2 separate regions of the Anser cygnoides genome follow, and region 1 is linked to region 2. The links are chromatin contacts, called in public Hi-C maps. All regions are on one chromosome and are shown on one strand. The core of a region is the stretch at or near the end of the contact, and the rest is flanking DNA. Distances in the headings are between cores, read along the strand shown.

What was found. A called contact is a pair of places that touch in the nucleus more often than the background predicts.
Region 1: a contact with region 2 is called in a Hi-C map of liver, with 2.6 times the contacts expected there. The contact joins the promoter of LOC106032987 here to the promoter of JUN in region 2. A contact is called at or near these places in 2 of 7 Hi-C or Micro-C datasets (both in liver).

The regions. Positions count from the first base shown.
Region 1 is chr8:29,950,269-29,953,854 of Taihu_goose_T2T_genome, forward strand. LOC106032987 (E3 ubiquitin-protein ligase RNF170-like) reads right to left here and starts at 1,852. Exons shown (of 7, transcript XM_013176230.3): 1 at 622-1,852. The region is part of intron 3 of HOOK1 (hook microtubule tethering protein 1); the gene reads left to right.
Region 2 is chr8:29,642,525-29,645,925 of Taihu_goose_T2T_genome, forward strand. It overlaps JUN (Jun proto-oncogene, AP-1 transcription factor subunit), which reads right to left and starts at 1,613. Exons shown (of 1, transcript XM_013176141.3): 1 at 453-1,613. The coding sequence starts at 1,417. The coding sequence ends at 470.

The DNA.
Region 1 (3,586 bases), core at 602-3,101, 310 kb after region 2:
TACCAAACCGAACGGCCTGCCTTTTCTTTCAGACTAGTGCTTGTGCTACAGATTACAGCCAATCTCCTTGTACTCTACAGTCTGTACCATCTTTCCCGCATAACCATCTCATGTCAGGATGCTTTTGAACTAGAAGCAATCCTGAAATAGGGCTATTAGGCCTTGGCTGGTTCTGATTAAGCTCCACCCTTCCCTTTTGTCAGTACTGTACAGCCCTCTAGAGGAAAAGTATTCTCTGCAGTATTTTTTGCATTTATGGAAGATGACCCCCACTGAAACAGAGCATGTCGTTAGGACCCTGAGTGCACTAATAAGCATTAGTGGCCTCAACGGGTACCTCTCTCTACACCCTCTGCCATGGGCCCAGAAATTCTATTTAAGCTCAGCCCTGAGCCTTCAGCTCACTCTCAGCTGTGGATTTTGCTGATCTGAACTGTGACCTTTGGAATGAATTCCCAGCTTGACCTCAGAACTGCCTGGTCATGGTGCTGATCATGGGACTGTGTCTGACCCTGACTGGTGAGTTGCCTTCCTGGCTTTACCTTGTATTTGCCTCATTGCCATGAACTTGCCTGATAATCTGCATTTACGGTTGATCATCCCTGAACCTGTCCATTTTACCTGCACTGCTGAGGTACTGTGGGACACGGCCCTGGCTGGTGCATTCCCTGCCCTGCTGGCTCTGTTCCTGGTTAAATCCAGGTTTCCTGGAAAGCTGCTGCCTTCTGCTGTTCTCTGGCACATGTAGCATAAACCCAGGAAAGAGGAAGTGTCTCTAGAAACCATATAAAGAAAGTGAAGGTGTGGGATGCTGAATCTGTAGAGAAAAAGCATATGAAATCAACAGGAAGACATGGAGAATTACGTGCTTGTGGGAAGTGAGTAGGATACTGCATAAAGATGTGGGTAGCAATGACATGACACTGTTATTTCCCATGAAGGGAAAGGACGTAAAGTACCAGAAGGAAGGAACAGTAACCGAATGAAGAGGTCTAAAAGAAAAATTTTCAAAAAGCTAATAGAAATTATAAAAGAGGACAACTATATAATAAAATAAATGGTCTTAACAGTACAAAACCTAGTACAGAAGTCTGTGGGGCTTTACTCAAAGAACCTGTTACTCATTATTCATTTTTTAATGATAGCCTTTATCATCGCTGGATAGCATTATGAGGGGAAATAGTCATGTAAATGCTGTCTACTTCATTCACTGCAATTTTAATCTTTCACACAAAGTGGAATCAGTAACAGAGGATTAAAACATGTATCTTAAGAAGTAGAACAGCCGAAAAAAGTATGTATGAGACCCTTAACAGCGATTACTCAAGTTGCTTAGTAGTCCCTTCTTACAATATTCACCAAAGTGGTTAATGTCATCCCGGATATTTCAGTAACAACAGGTGCCTGTAAGAATGTTTGTAAAACTGAATCAATAAAAACAGTTCAAATGAATTTGTAATGGAGGCAAAAAGTTACTGAAGTTCTTGTGCTGAAACAGCAGAGGGACAGAGTAATTGTTTTGCTTTAGTGTAAGGTAGTTAGGCTTTTCTCTGGAGCATTTGAAGCATGCTATTACAAGATCCTGAACCAGATGTTAGAGAAATATTAATGTAGACGGGGAAGGCAGAACTTTTGGAGAAGAGTTGAAAGCCTCTCCTCAAGCTTGTGCTTCAGCACTTTCCACCCTTTGCCTCCCCCCAAAAAAGGAATTTAATATCTTTATTTATTGATATTTTAGCCTCGTTTAAGAACAGGCCGTTACAGCCACGCTGACGCCCCACACCCCGGGCACAAGCGGCTCTGAGCTACGCCAGCAGCCGAGCCTGCATCACTTCGTCACCCCGGGCCGGCGCCCGCCGCCATCTTGTGGCGGTACCGGCGGCCGCGGGGCGCAGCCCGCGCACCACCACCGCCGGCGGGCAGCGCTGAGGGAGAGGCCGTGCTCCCGCCCCTAGCGAATACCCCCCGGCGATTGGCTCGGAGAGCGCCACCTCCTCCCCGTGATTGGTAGAACCCGCTGCCACTCCGGGCGTTTGAAGGCAGGGGCGGGTGTGGGCGCTGACAGGGCTGCTCCTCCCTCCGCTCGGGGCCTGTCACGTCAGCCGCGCGGCGCTCGGCGGGGGGAGCCGGCCGCCGCCATGGAGGCGAAGCCCGCGGACCTGCGGCTCTGCGACAGCCTCATCCTCTGGGTGAGCGCCGCCTCGGGCCCTCCTGCCGCCGGGGCGTCGAGCGCCGGCCGGTGGTGCGGCCTCGCCGTCGCCCGTCGGGGGGGGAAGGCTCGTGAGGGGGCGTCCGTTGGGAGCGCCGTGAGGGCACCGTTGCTGTGGTGACGGGGGGGGGGCGTGAGGGGCCGGGGCGCTCTGAGGGGTCCTTAGGGGCCGGGGGGCCGTGAGGGGGGGGGCTCCATGAGGGGCCGTGAGGGGCTGGGGGGGGTCCTGAGGGGTCCTGCTGGCCCGGGGGGGGGCCGCTCTGAGGGGCCCCCGCGGCCAGGGAATGGTGAGTCGGGGTCGAGGCTGTGAAGGCACTGCTGTAATGACAGGGCCCGCACGATGAATTTCCTTCTCCAGCCGGTAAAAGGCCCCTGCAGGACTGCCAGCCTCCGGACGGGCCTGTGGTAGCCTGTAGGCCCAAGCTGTGGTTCTGCGGCAGTGGCTTCAATGGGGAAACCACCCCGTAATTAACAATAGTAATAAATACGTGAAATTAATTCGGCTGACAGGAGCGGAAACCTCAGACCTCGGTTGCAGGTTTTGGTTGGGCAGAGCGCTGCTCGCAGCCAGGTGCAGCATGCTGACGTGGTGTTGCTGCATGTGTGAGAAGCACTGGGTTCAGCTGTCAGGCTCCCTTGCTTTGTCCCTTGTCCTTTCTGAGTTTCTTCTGTGCTTTTCTGTAATTTTAGTCTTGCAGATGCCAATATTTTAGGAGAGAGTGAGCTCTGTTACACAGAACTCGTGTGGCAATTAAGTGGGCAGCTTCTCTAGAAATAACAGGTATTTCTCCCATGTAAAGTATAAACAGAGGAGAGAAGAGAGTGCTTGAGAGGCGTTGTGGAGATCCAGGAATGAAATTGGCGAAAGTGATAGCAGCATCTACCAGAACCGACTTTCCTTTTCTTCTCTGTATATGACAATACAGCAGTTTTAATGCATTTCAGTCTGTTATAAAACACTGAAAAACAATTTCTGCCTTCATTTCATCCTCCAATTTTCCTTTTGGTACCCTTGTATGCCCCTAGCATTTTGTTGGTTTTTAGAATTTCAGTTATCTTATGCTTGCCTCTCTTCAGTTAGGTATCTCTTATCTTTTAATCTATTTATTCTTTCTCCTTTTGGACAGTTTAACTTTCTTTTCCTCATGATAATCAGTTAAAAATAACTCTATCATGATTCTGTTGCAAAATAAACCAGCGGAAGAACTTGTGCAAATAACAGTCCTGAACTCTATCTCAAAATCCTTTCAGCAGTGCTCAGCTGATTTATTTTTAGAATTTCTCCTTTAAAATGTATTACGTTTAATTGTCATTTTAGTATAGTCACAGTACTTACCTCTAACTACATAATGGTTCCTAAAGAGAATTCTAAAATAA
Region 2 (3,401 bases), core at 363-2,862:
TTTATTGACATTAATCAACTTTCATAAAATAAAATAAAAAAAGATATGTACATACACGATTTACTTGAAGGCAGGCAGAACAGTTCTTTTTTGTTTATCAGCCTCCCCACAAAACCTCCCTCCCACTTTTTTTTGTTTCTTAAGGAATACTACATAAAGCAATCTACAGTTTCTATTGCAGTTTAACCTTTAATACTGAATGATCATCGAATGTTAGGTCCATGCAGGTCTTGGTCAATGTTAAACGAAGATCTGACGTCTCTGAGCAGGAACAGCACTTCTCGGAGCGGTGCTGGCTGCTTCACCAACTCGGGCTGAAGGCTTGCCAGTCTTTCCACACATGCGCTTTGCAGAGCACAGGCAGGACTCAGCCTTTCAGCTCTTACCATTAGCTTTACGCATCTGCCGCTTCGGGTCTGTCGTTGGGTTATACCACAATATCACAGTTCGCGTTTTTAAGCCAGTCTCTTCAAAACGTTTGCAACTGTTGTGTGAGCATTAGCTGGCACCCGCTGTTGACATGGTTCATGACCTTCTGCTTAAGCTGTGCAACCTGTTCTCTGAGCATGTTGGCAGTGGATGCCAGCTCTGAGTTCTGGGCTTTCAAAGTTTTCACTTTTTCCTCCAACCTGGCAATCCTTTCCAACTTCCTTTTCCGGCACTTGGACGCGGCGATTCTGTTTCTCATGCGCTTTCGCTCGGCTTTGATTCTCTCCTGCGACTCCATGTCGATGGGGGACAGGGGAGGGGTCTCCCCCGGCATCTCGGGGACAGTCTGCGGCTCCTCCTTCAGAGCCTGAAGCCTGGGGTGCTGCACGGGCATCTGGGCATTGAGGTGGTGCTGCGGCGCGTAGCCCATGCCGTTGGCGTTGTAGCTGGGCGCCGAGCTGAGCGCGTTGGGGTTGAAGTTGCTGAGGTTGGCGTAGACGGGGGGCTCGCTGTGCAGGCCGGCGTTGAAGCTGCCGCCGCCGCTGGCCATGGAGGACACAGGTGCCATGCCGCCGCTGACGGGCTGGGCGGCCGAGGTGACGCTGGGCAGCGTGTTCTGGTTGTGCAGCTCGGCCAGCGCCCGGACGAAGCCCTCGGCGAAGCCCTCCTGCTCGTCCGTCACGTTCTTGGGGCAGAGGAACTGCGTGGGGGTCGGCGTGGTGGTGATCAGCCCGTTGCTCGACTGGATGATGAGGCGCTCCAGCTCGGGCGAGGCCAGCTTCAGGAGGCCCACGTCGGGCGAGGTGAGCAGCTCGGCGCTCTTGTTCCGCAGGTGCGGCTTCAGGTTGCTGCCGGGGTCCGCCAGGTTCAGCGTCATGCTCTGCTTCAGCACCTTGGCGTTATTGTATCCGTACCCGCCGCTCTCCGGCGGCGCGAAGCCGCCGTTCAGCGCGTCGTCGTAGAAGGTAGGCTCCATCTTCGCGCTCATAGAACGGGGCGCGGACGGAGCCGGGAGCCCAGCTTCTCCCGGAGCCCGCCCGACGCCCGGCCGGGCCGCCGCCGCCGCTCCTGCCGCCCGCCCCGGCTCCCTCACGGTCCCTTCACGGTCCCCTCACGGCGGCCGGCCCCGCGCGCTGCTGCTGCCGCCTGCCTCCGTCCCGCCCGCCCGCGCCGCGCTCTGAGCCCGCTGGCGGCGTGCAGCCCTTGGCTTATCAGCGGCCGGCCGCCGGCTAAAAATAGCCCATGATGTCACCCCGCCGGCTCCCCATTGGCTGCCGCCGCCTCTCCCCGGGGGGGGCGGGCCTTCGGCCCCGTCGCCATGGCGACCCCGCCCCCTAGAAGCTTCGGAGCGCGCGCCGCGGGGCACTGTGGGATGAGGTAATGCTGGCGGCCGGCGCGGGGCACTGTGGGCTGACGTAGTGCGTTTGAATATCTGGTTACCGCCGCCCGCCCGCGCGCCGCGCGGGTTGGACGCCGCCGGACGCCTCCTCAGCCGGAGCGTACCAACCGCGCCGCCGGCACGGGGAGGGGGGGGGGCGACGCCGCCTCCCTTCTCCCCTCCCTCCGCCCGCCCCGCTCGGACCCCCCGCCGGTTACGAGGGGCGTGCTGCGAGGCGCGGCCGCTCGCACCGCGGGGCCCGGTATTTCCACACATCATACACCGCCACACCACCACCCCCCCCGCGCCTCAGCAGTGGTACGGCCCCGAGGCGGCGCTGAGGGGAGGGGAGCGCTCACGTGACTTCCCCGCCGCGCCGCGGCCGCTTCCGGGCAGGGCCGGGGCGGGCACCGGGAGGTTCCGCCCCCATCGGGCCTGGCCGTGAGGGGGGGGTAGGAGGAGGAGGAGGAGGGGGGAGGAAGGGGAGCGCGCATAATAAAACCTCTGAAATCCCTCAGCGCGCTGCGTGGTGTTTAACTCCTTCCTGGTGTCCAGCACGGGACAAACAGATGGGTTCGCAGAGATCCCCCGAGGATTTGTGACAGGAATTTGTCACCGACGCGCCGCCTGAGCGCCTCAGAGCCGCCCCGCGCTCCCCGCAGCCCCGGCGCCCCGTCTGTGAGGTGCGAGCCCGGCCCCGCTCGTGCGCCCGGAGCTCCCCGGCACAGCCCCTCACCGATCCCCCGTCAGCATCGGGCAGCGCGGGGCCGGTGTTTACCGAGGGCCCGGCTGCGCAAGGAGGAAACTTGGGAGAAAAGGAAGGCCTGAATCTCAAGTAGTTTGCTGCACGGAGGCTTCTTAATAATGATTTTTAAATAAAAAGTTTGTTTTTTTCATGGTTTCTGTTACGTCGGAAGCCGTGGCAAACCGTTCACTTTATCTGAATCCTGTATAGATAAAGTCCCCTCAGACAAATAACCCCAATGAAAGTTGTTCCAATCAATTCTTGACATACTCAATTTCTCAGACTTCTGTCTTTTTGTTTTCTCTGCGCCTCCGTTTTGTCCTAGAAAGCCACGTTCAGGAACACAGCGCACCTTTAACCACCCTCACCCCGTAACTGCCCCTATGGCCCGGCCCGCTCAGCCCCACCGGTGTCAGCCCAAGTTTTTCGTTACTTCACTGAGCGCTGGACTGGGCTGGAGATAATCGCTTCAAGTCCCTTAGGTGGGGTGGTTTTTGCCCTTTTTTTTTTCTTTAATCCCCCACCCCTTTTAGTTTTTTACTTCCTTCCTTTTACAGAAGTGCAGTTTCAGGACTAGACATTCCAGTTTGCCGGAGACGTGTTGCTACCGAGGCCCATAGCTATGGGGGACACCCATCAGTCCACTCATTATGTTAATTGCTACTCGCTTAGAGGTTACTTGGTCGAGGCTGGCAGCAGGCAGACAGGTTGGTCACAAAGGCTGAGCGTAGCAGGAGAGCTCTGAAAGCAAAGACAAACGCTCTTTGCTGCTCCGAGGGGATTTTCTACCTTCTGATCCCAACAGGGGGACGAGTGGTGAGCGGGCTGGGATCAGGTTTTGGGTTCCCT